2 separate regions of the Mus musculus genome follow, and region 1 is linked to region 2. The links are chromatin contacts, called in public Hi-C maps. All regions are on one chromosome and are shown on one strand. The core of a region is the stretch at or near the end of the contact, and the rest is flanking DNA. Distances in the headings are between cores, read along the strand shown. Region 1 overlaps Bbs9 (Bardet-Biedl syndrome 9 (human)). Region 2 overlaps Bbs9 (Bardet-Biedl syndrome 9 (human)).

Evidence for each region. Hi-C and Micro-C count contacts between places; a contact is called where the count stands out from the background.
Region 1: a Hi-C map of Sertoli cells shows a contact between it and region 2, with 3 times the contacts expected there. The contact joins two enhancer-like sites. A contact is called at or near these places in 1 of 15 datasets of contacts at CTCF or cohesin (pro-B cells) and 10 of 484 Hi-C or Micro-C datasets (Sertoli cells, cochlea, cortical neurons and 5 more).

The regions. Positions count from the first base shown.
Region 1 is chr9:22,705,840-22,711,149 of GRCm38.p6, forward strand. All of the region lies in intron 19 of Bbs9 (Bardet-Biedl syndrome 9 (human)), which reads left to right. Among named protein-coding and RNA genes, the nearest start is that of Gm39309, 97 kb to the right of the region's middle. Within about 2 kb of position 3,387, at least 60 of the 459 cell types and tissues checked have an H3K27ac peak or open chromatin away from gene starts, as enhancers often do. A contact at or near this core is called in Sertoli cells, where this site is marked.
Region 2 is chr9:22,530,543-22,535,780 of GRCm38.p6, forward strand. The region is part of intron 5 of Bbs9 (Bardet-Biedl syndrome 9 (human)); the gene reads left to right. Among named protein-coding and RNA genes, the nearest start is that of Bbs9, 57 kb to the left of the region's middle. Within about 2 kb of position 2,724, at least 73 of the 459 cell types and tissues checked have an H3K27ac peak or open chromatin away from gene starts, as enhancers often do. A contact at or near this core is called in Sertoli cells, where this site is marked.

The DNA of each region.
Region 1 (5,310 bases), core at 2,137-4,636, 180 kb after region 2:
GGCAGGGTGTCAGGAAGGGGGAGGAAATATATTTGAAGTGGTTGTTCTCCTCAATAGTTTGGAATCTAGTCTGGGAGAGGAAGTGTGGCACTCTGGAAGCTAGAGAGTAGGCACCGTATTTTACAGCTGATTTGTAGATTTGGAGTCAAATCCATAACACTATTTTAGGGTGAATAATATACTAAGTCACTTGTAAAAATACAATTTTTTATTTCTTATTTCAAATGTATACCAGTTCAATTCCATTTTCACACATGGTAGGCTAAATGAGATTTTTTGAGGACTGTTCTGTGAAAGAAATAACATTTATAGCATTATTTCTCTTATGGTATTATTCCCTTACTGACAAACACATTGAGAATGTTGTAGCTAAAGTCAGGGAACTCCTCCTCTTAGCATTTCCTATTTCTATGTTGGTGACAGTCAGTCTTCTACTCCATATAGACATGCTTTCAATATAATTCAAGGTCTATTAGCAGGTAATTTCTATCCCAACTCCTATTCTGATTACCTACATGTCCTGGGTTTCCTGGCATTTCCAAGGTTCCACCCAGGCTCTGAGGCAGACGTCAGGCATGGTTAGCAGAGCCTGTCAAAGACTTAAGTATTAAGGATTACTTATATTAGTAAGTATTAAGTATAGCATTAAGAACACTGGTACATGTTTGGCTAGGGGGAGCCCCTTCGCAGGCCTCTGTGCCAATCAAAGTGGGCTCTTCCTTAGTGCTGTTTCTTTCTGCTCGCCCTAGCCTTGCTTTCAGACACGTGCCTTGCGGCCTTTGACACATGATGAGGAGAGATCAATGGTGGATCTGTGTTCACTCTTTCATTGTAGGTACTTTCCTGTAGTAAGGGTTAAACTCTCTGATGGCGAGCCTACATGAGGCACTGGACAGACACTCACTGCTAGGTCCTATGATTTGTCTGAAATCTGCTGGTCTGGAGAGAAGCACGATACTAATTTCTTTGGATGCTTATCTGTTAATATGTCTCTGCACTAAAGAATGCTTCTGGCTGTGCATGTCATCAGGACATAGCCTGTGTCTACTGAGGAAAGACTTCTGCCTACCTAAAGGCTAATGGGTATGTTTTCACCCTTCAAAATGAGAACAAGAAGTGACTGCTAAAGAGCAAGTTCTCCTGGGAAACTGAATGTGTCCCCAGTGTCTGACACTGTGACTCTTTGACTCACAGGGCTGAAGCTTACGCTGCTGGTGATCCAGTCTCCCCCCCCCCTTCCCTCCCTCCGTTCCTCCTCTTTCCCCTCCTTTCCCGTCCTCCCTCCCTCTCTTCCTTCCTTCCTTCCTTCCTTCCTTCCTTCCTTCCTTCCTTCCTTTTTCCTTTTTCCTTTTTCCTTTTTTCTTTTTTTTTTGTGCCAGGTTTTAGAGTTGGAGCTGGGTCATGAAGGGTCTTTTCACAGTGGAAGCCATTTTCACTCAATTAATTGGATGAAAACAAAGGCCGATGGTTATTACTTCACCAGCAGGAGGCAGGGATTGAGTTGCAGGCTCCTGGGTCAGCAGGGACAGAAGGTGGTGGTCTGTGTGGAGAGGGCTCAGTCTGAACGCATCTTGTAGCCACCTTTCTGGTTGACTTAATGATAGATTAGGGCGGAAGGCCAAGAGGGCGTTGGTCACGAGCTCCTCTTCCTCAGGCTAGAGAATAAACTTGGGAAACAAGCTAACAAATTCCTAAAAGGCTTGGTCTTGCCCAGTCTTTTAAAAAAGAGCAACCAACAGAAAAGCACCAACCAGAGGGCAGAACCAGTCTTTCATGTTATTATGTGCCCATTTAGTGAGCCAATAATGCCCCGAGCCTGAAGCAGTTAACAGGCATACCCTGCAGGGTTACTTTTATTTTCTGCCTCCTGTAGCACTCAACAAAATCCCATTATGCAACCGAGTAGCATCACACGTTAAAACGTTCATTTGTTCTGCATTCCATTAAGATTGCACATTTTCCCGAGCATTGGTCCTCCCGGCTTGCTCAAACCTATAATTTGAGCTCACACCATGGTGAAGTCTTAAGTGACCTTTCCCCTAGCTACCTTAATTATTCCCCACCATGTGGGCTGTTTTAGGGGACTGTGACAATGGGTTAACTATGTGCTAGTTAATGAAAATGCCTGCCACTTAGAAAGAAAAATGTGGGCTTGGAGCTTTAATTAAATTATACATCAATAGTGAGATAAAATAATACATTTTTGAGAAAAATGGATTTTAGAAATGTCTCTTTTCCTTTGAAGTCACTAATAATTAAATAAGTTGACGGAAATGGGAGGTTGTTCAAAAGCATCATGTTGTTTCTTTATAAATGTAATAATTTTTTTTAGTTAAATTCGTGTCACCTTATTGTGTAAATATGCTTAGAGTTTGTGATAAATAATGAATACAGGATGCCATTAAACCAGGTTTTAATGGTGATAGTATGATATAAGTTCCTCCCCTTATTTGATTATAAATGTTTATTTTTTTTGCAAAATTATGTCAAGTAAATAATAAACAGCTTTAGGGAATGGAGTCTTACAAACTAGGTTATGTCCCTTAGATGTAGTGGACATTTTGTTTAGCCTGCCTTTACTCAATAACTAGTCTAATCCAGTAACAGTCAAGTTCAGTAGGAATATTACTGATAATTACAGATTTTATGCTCAGTACCAGAGTGTCAGACACACAAAACTTCTCTGATTACCTTTGACTAGTGTAGACTGGTTAATTTATTTCCCAATGCTACATCGAAGAAAATGAGTGTAAGGGCAGGTGGAAGACATAAACAGACACTAAAAATAGTAGATATTTTGAATATGAAGAGGTCTTGGAAATTAGTTAATTCACTTAAAGGAGGAATAGAGAGATGCCTCGAATATATAATGACCTCTTCCAACCTCTCATAGATGAGATGGGATAAGAGCCAGGGTCACAGTGCAGCTTGGTGTGGTTGACAGATTCCAGGGTTCCATGAACCTGGGTTTCTGTGTCTGCACTGTCCATCTTTGTGGCTGTGGGCAGGTTGTTGAAGCTCTGAGGCCCCATCTCTTCCTCTGTAAGCTAGGGTGCCTTTCCCACGCAGGCGCTGATGATTTCCTGTGACCACCGATCCCTAAGCGCTTAGCAAGTAGGGCTGTCCTCTTTGGCAGGGTAGTGACTTTCCCCTAGACACAGAGCTGCTTTGTAAAAGTCATTCACGGAAACAAACAAACAAAACAAAACAAAACAAAACCGGCAAGGCCCTAACACTGAGCTCCTTTGGCCCTGGGTTTTTTGGCCTTGCTGTTGGCCAGGCACCTGACACTTGGGGGTGCTAGCGTGCAGTTGGTGTTTGCCAGCTTGGGTGAGGCCTCGCCTGGGATCTATGCTGAAGCCGCTCAGCGCTTTGTACCTTTGTCCTAAGGCAGAGCAGTCTCCTCACTGTGCTCTGAGGTGCAGCTGGGACAGCCACAGAGTTCTCTCTCTCTCTCTGTAGATGAAATGTTCCACGGAAAGTTTCCTGGTGAAGCCTCTTTTTGAGAGATTTATGCAGATTATAAAGTCAAAAGACGGGGTCATTCCAGACTTTTCTTTCCAGGCCATGAGGCCAAAACAAAATTTAAGCAGGTATTAGTTAAAAATCGAGAAGTATTTTCTCCACCGGGATACTTGCCAAATCTGTGTTGGCAACGTCCAAGGCGGCTGAGGTGAAGTTTTCCTCTGTGTGGAGAGAGTCCAGCCCGGAGCACAGCCCGGGGCTGGTCTGTTGCACAGGTAGTGTGGAGGGTTCTCCACGGTTTTGTGGAATTTGGGGCCGCGTAGATTACTTTTCACCAAGCAAGCTTCATACTGGTTATTGACTGCAGGTGTTTTGGGGTGTTTGGGGGTGTATTGAGCGAGCGATTGAGACCTGAGTGCTGGTCACTGGATAAAGCAGGTATTAGTCACTTGGCTACTTCCCAGTAAACTGCAAAATGACCTGCTTTAATGCAGTTCAGATTAAAACACAACAAGAAGCAGGTGACCTTGACACTTCCTAAGAGTCAGGTTAGGTGTGTCCAGGGATTTACTGCACTGTTGTGGTAACTGAAGGTAGATTTGTTCAGCTTGCTTAGAAGTGCTGAGAAAAATAAATCTATCGCTAAGTGCATTGTACAAAAGAGGAACTGCTAATGTTTAACGATGCCCCCTCTACCTTACCATAATCAATGTGCACAGCCATTCTTTAACACGTGAACAAATGTTTGGTGTGTGCTTGTAAACTCCAACCCTTTTATTACTGTTAACTGACCCTGGAAATATGTAACTGTCTATGAGACCATTTTCCTCAGCTGTAGCAGGATCTAGGCATACTTAGTGATCGTGGAGAACATCAGGGAATGTTCCAGCAGAGTGCAGCAAAAGCCAGTGGTTGCAAAACAAGCTCGTGCCTTTCCTTAGACTGAAGTGTAAGAACACATGGGAATTTCACATTTAAGAAAAATCGATGGAAACCTCAGAGACCTGGAGCGGGCTCCTTGTGTACAGCTGCTGTCAGGATACTCCCTGCCTGTCCCCTGCCTGTCCCCTGCCTGTCCGAGACTCAAGATGCTCTCTGCTTGCCAGCAGCATAGGAAGAAGGAACGTGGCAATGGTGCCATACAGTGTGGAAGCATCAGCATGGCGTATTTTGACATGGACAGAGAATTCTATATCAGAAAATACAGATAACGAGAAAGACATAGCAATTACCCAAATCTTACCACTAAAGCTATATAATTTCAATTTAGTATATAGACATCCAGATTTGTGAATGTGTGCTATTACATATAAAATCTAAGAGTACAGATTCTTTTAAATGAGACCATTTAGTTTATTGTGCTTGGAGTATTTTTCTCATGCGCATGAGTCATATATGAGCTCATGGTGCTCTGTACATATGAGTCATATAAGTCATCTATGAGTGCATGGTGCTCTGTACATATAAGTCATGTATGAGTGCATGGTGCTCTGTACATATAAGTCATGTATGAGTGCATGGTGCTCTGTACATATAAGTCATATAAGTCATGTATGAGTGCATGGTGCTCTGTACATATAAGTCATGTATGAGTGCATGGTGCTCTGTACATATGAGTCATGTATGAACTGATGGTGCTGCAGGTTTAGGAGCTGCTATGCTTTAGGCTGTGCTGCTTTTGGGAAGACGTATGACATACTGCATCACCTCGCCGTGCCGTGCAGGAGATTCATCTCACCCTGTGGTGAGATCTCATCTACAGACCGCTGTAGACTGAAACATGCCACCGAATCAGGCTTCGCCATTGCAGAGCAGCTGACTTTTTCTTGCATTAGTAATTTACTA
Region 2 (5,238 bases), core at 1,474-3,973:
ATATATATAGTATTGGACAGTTGGGCATGTTGTGTTTCATAGCTACTAAAGCAAGTTAGACGTGTGGAAGTCAGTCCTCTACTCTTGCCAGCAGGTTTTTATTATTTTATTTTATTCTTTATTTTATCTATTCAATCTCTTCTTTTCCTACTTGAAAGTTGCTATGTGTCACACACACATTCATGTATGATTTCAATGGTGATGGGTAGTTTAAGGACACTGCCTGATATGGTTTTTCCTACTGCAGGGCTAAACCTTCAGGCAGATGAGATATTAGATGGAGAGACATAATATTAATAGACTGATGTCAGCAAGACACAGTGTCATAATCTCTCCTTCACTTCCCTTTTCTCTCTTCCTTTCCCCACTTTTGTCCACATGGCCTTATTATGTAGCCCAGGCTTTTCTTGAACTCATGACCTTCCGGCCTCAGCCTAATCAGTGCTGGGGCTATAGCTATATTTAGCCATGTCTACCATTAACTTCATCTCTTTTTTTCTGATGGTTAACTCCTTAGTTCTAAATAATATCATGATGTGTAGATTTTGTGTCTTGATCTAACACAAAGATGAAGTGTGTATGTGTGAGTGTGTGTATGTGTGTGTGAGTGTGTGTGAGTGTGTGAGTGTATGTGTGTGTGTGTACATGTACCATAATGTTCCTGTAGAGGTAAGAGGACAACTTTGGTTGTCAGGTTACAGTAAGTGCTTCAACTTCCTGAACCCTCTCAGCAGCCCACTGATAATCTTGACTGATACCTTGTAAGACTTGCAGCTGATTGACATCCACTCTGGTGTCTGTGACGTTCTTTCCAGATATGATTAGGTTAAGAAGGAAGTCCTACCCTGAATGTAGGTGGCACCGATCAGTGTGTTGGGAACCAGGCTGGAGTCAAAGGGGAAGGAGGAGGAAGCTGCCTCATTGTAGGTTCTGAAACCCTTGGTTCCCTTCTGCCTTTAAACTGTTTTCTCAGGAATCTGTCACAGTACTTCAGGTGTGACTGGTACCTGTTAAAATATCCGTTGTTTGTGCTTTAATAGATTTGGAGTACTGCTGTGTCATTGTGTCAATTCTAGAATGTTTCACTCCCCTGAATAAACTGTCCTCAGTAATAGTAACTACAGTTGCTCTAAGGTGTCTAGTCCTAGGCAACCACTAGTACCCTTCACATCTGTCAACAGTTGCCATAAATAATAACGACGCACTATAGTGCACTCCAGAACTTTATTGTTTTATTTCATGATGTTTTTCACTTATGTGGATGCTCCCTGCATTTATCCAATATCCATTAGCTAGCAGACAGTGTTCTCATCTTTTGACTGCTATGAATGATGCAGGGTCTTGTCATGTAGCCCATGCTGGTCTGGAAACTTCTTTGTGTCCCTAAGCTGGCTTTGAAGAAAAAACATTTAACTACTGTATTGTTTGATTCTGAGACTGACTAAAATTTATAGGTGGCAGCATTGTGTGGTGTTGTCTGAATGACTGATACATAGTTAATGAACCAGGATATCATGTTTGGAAAGAGATCTCTCTGCCCCCTCTCTTCCTCCTCTCTTTCTATGTATGTATATATGTGTATACACACACACACACACACACACATACACATAAACAAATGAAGGTGCTGCTGTTTAAGTATGTCCCATGTGGGAGTGCACGTGTGGGATGCTGAGGCGTCCAGAGGAGGGCGTTGGCTCTGCTGGAGCTGGAGCTTCAGGTGGCTGTAAGGTGCCAGGTGTGGAGCTAACAGTCTGACCGAGTTCTCTTCAAATGCAGTGCACAGTCTTAACCTCTGGCCCTCACTCCAGCATCTGTAATGAGTTCTTACAACCCAATAACAATAAAACAATCAGCTCAAATCTTAAAGATGGGTGGTGCCTTAGAGTTAGTATTGTGAAAAACCACCATGACCAAAAGCAGCTTGGGGAGGAAAGGGCTTAGTAGGCTTACAGATCCCGAGTCACAGTCCACTGAGGGCAGCCCAGGCCTTACAGAGGTGGGAACTGCTGTAGAGCCTCTGAAGAATGCTGCTCAGTGGCTTGCTCAGGCCGCCAGCCCAGGGCTTGTCCACCCACAGTCAGCAGAGACTTCCCACATTAATTACTAATTAAGAAGATGCCCTACAGGTTTGTCCATAGCTAAGTCAGTTGGAGGCATTTTCTCAGTTGAGATTACCTACTCTGAGACGACTCCAGATTGTGTCATGTTGACATTAAAAACTATACAAGACACATAGACAAATATTTGATGCCCTCTTTTGAAGATGTGGTCTCCTAGAGACATGAAAAGATGCTCAGCATTGCCGCACTTCAGGGAAATTAAATTTAAAGCCACCTCAGATAGTTCTGTATACCCAGCAGAAAGCTAAAGAAGAGTGAAGTATCTAGTTCAGTTACCAGCTGACCGCGAGGCTGTGATGGCTTTGTATTGTGTTCTCATGTAGAAAGCTGGGGTATTTCACAAATCTCTCTGACTCTGTAATAGGCTTTGAAAGGTGGGCAAAAGGCCGGAAATGCTCTAGGCAGGCTCTCTATTCTTATGGGTGCTGTCTCCCTCCACCCGTTTACAAGGTGGTAGATTATCCAGTGCTGTGTGAACTGACATATCCGTTCTCAGCATGGTGACCGTGTGCTCAGCCTGATGCCCACATAGCTCTCATAGCTCCCCAGTGCATGCGCAGCCTCTGTAAGGAAGACAGGTTAGAAGCACTTCCTTTAAAGCATGCATAGATGGCAGCACCGAGCTTTTGAGTGCCAGAGTTTTGACTAGTTTATGTTCTGCAGCCTTAGTGAGAGCTCTCAAGCAGAAAGTGGATTTAGCAGTGAAATGAGTGGTCATGATTTAGTTTTCCTCATGTATAGACTCATGGAGGGTTCTTGATTTCATTGGCATGGATTAGAGCCTAAACTTATACATCACTTATTCATGGAATATGGATTTATAGGCAGAAACATACCTCCTACACATTTATTTTCTTAATCTCTTTTGTTTGGTTGGTTTTTTGGGGTGGAGTTTCCCTGTGTAGCCCCATTTGTCCTGGAACTTGCTCTGTAGTACAGGCTGGCCAGGAACTCATACAGATAGATCTGCCTGCTTCTCCCTCCTGAGTGCTGGGTCTAAAGGCGTGCGCCACCACTGCCTGTCAATGCCTGAAACTTTTGTTGCATTTTTAAAAGGCTTATTGTTTTTTAATGTGTGTGTGCCTGTATGAGTGTATGTGTACCACCTTTGTACGGTGCAGTGGAGGCTGGAAGAATGCATTGTTTTCCTTGGGACAAGAGTTACAGGTAGTTGTGAATTGTCTGTGGCTGCCAGAAACCCAGGTCCTTGGTAAGAGCAGTGAATGCTGTTAACTGAGCCACCTATCCAGTCCCGTTGCTGTGGCCTGGATCAGCCTCTGTCTTGCAAGATGACCCAGGTTTGCCTGAATTTGTGGTCCTCCTGCTTTAGCTTCTGGAGTGTGGGCAGTCATTAGAATTGAAATTTTTTTCTTTAATTAAGGATCTTTAGAATATACAGGGTTACTTAAACACTCGTTTTTGTTCTTGCAAACCTTGCTTTTGAAAAGGCCGTTGCTGTGAGAATGTCAGCTGTGATCACGGTGGTGAGAAGATGCTTAATGCTTTCCTTTCAGGAATGTGTTGATGAAATCTAATGTCTCTGTTCTAAAAACAGCCCAGTGTCTCCTGTGTGAGTTGGTTACTTGCTAATTTTCCTAGGTCCACACTTTGTGCTAATTGTTTGGAAGTGATGTGGCTGTCCTTCCTTGTGGTTGGAATCACAGAGGCATCTGTTAGTTCCACCCTCCCACCCTTCCTCCCTCTCCCGCTTTCTTCCCTCTCTTCTCTCCCCCCTTTCTTCCTTCCCTCCCTCCCTCCCTTCCCTCTTTTCTTTCTTTTCAGACAGGTCTCCTGTAGTTCAGGCTGGCCTCAAACTTATTATGTATCTGAGGATGACTCAGATTTTAGAATCCCCTGGTACTCACCCTTGGGAGAATGTGGTATATATTCTGTAGCTATCTGTTGTTTAGAGCCTCACTGCTAAGTCTGGACAGAGATCCACGTGCACAGTGGGTGAGTATTTCTGTACATGATTGTGGAGAAGTTGAAGTGGGTATCCAGATAGTCCAGTCCCACTACCTCTGATGGTGTTCAGGAAATGCTACCCTAAGAGTATTTTAAGCTCAAGGAATTTGAGAAAACAGCAGGAACAAGGAAGGTCTTGGTGCGCTCTTGTAGGCTTTAATCTGACCTTGAAGGTTCTGGACCTCCCTTCAAGCCATTGAGGATGCGCCTATGACAGCGCCTTCCTTGTTGCTATCCGGGCTCAGCCTGTTTGGTGTATCACAGCTCTTCACACTGTTGGCCCTCGCTTCGCCCAGCACAGAAACATGCAGATTAGTTTTTAGTTTAGTGTCCTCAGTGGTTTAATTGTTGCTCTCTCATTTCCTTGTGAAGGCTTCAATGCCATACAAAACCTGAATCTCTGTGTTTTTCTGCTGCTATTATGCCTCTTAGTATTATGCCATACACAATACTGTTAGACCATTTGGGATGTCGGGGGCAGGAGTTGGTCACTGGAGTTCCTCAGGCAGGGGCCTGGCCACTTGCAACCCTTAAGGAGTTACAAAGTTTACAAAGGGAATATCTTCCTTGCCTCGGTGTGAGAGCCAACAGTGAGAGTCACCTTCAGTGTTTTAAGAGTGCCCAAGTATTTGATTGAGAAAAGATCCCAGTAACAAAAAACATTGAGAAAATATCATTCAAGCACATTAAAAGTGGAGAGGGTGGCAGATTTCTGAGTTCCAGGCCAGCCTGGTCTATGGAGTAAGTTCCAGGACAGTCAGGGCTACACAGAAACCCTGTCTTGAAAAAAACCAAAAAAAAAAAAAAAAAAAAAAAAAGTGGAGAGAATTGTGGTCCTCAAAAGAAAGACTAAATATTGTGGAGTTTATTTTATATATATTTCCAATGTTATATATAATTATATATAAAATAAAAATTCAATGAATTCACAGCACTTAAGAGGCAGAGAGGCAGGTGGATCTCTGAGGCTAGCCTGGTCTACAGAGTGAATTGCAGGATAGCCAGTGTAGGTAAAAGGACAAAGGAAAAAAAACAAAAACCGATCCCAACTTGACCTGGAGATCAGGGCTAAAGGAAGAACACCCTGATCTGACTTTACCCTAAACTGAAGACCAGAGTTTGCAACAGAATCAAACCAGGGTCAAGATCA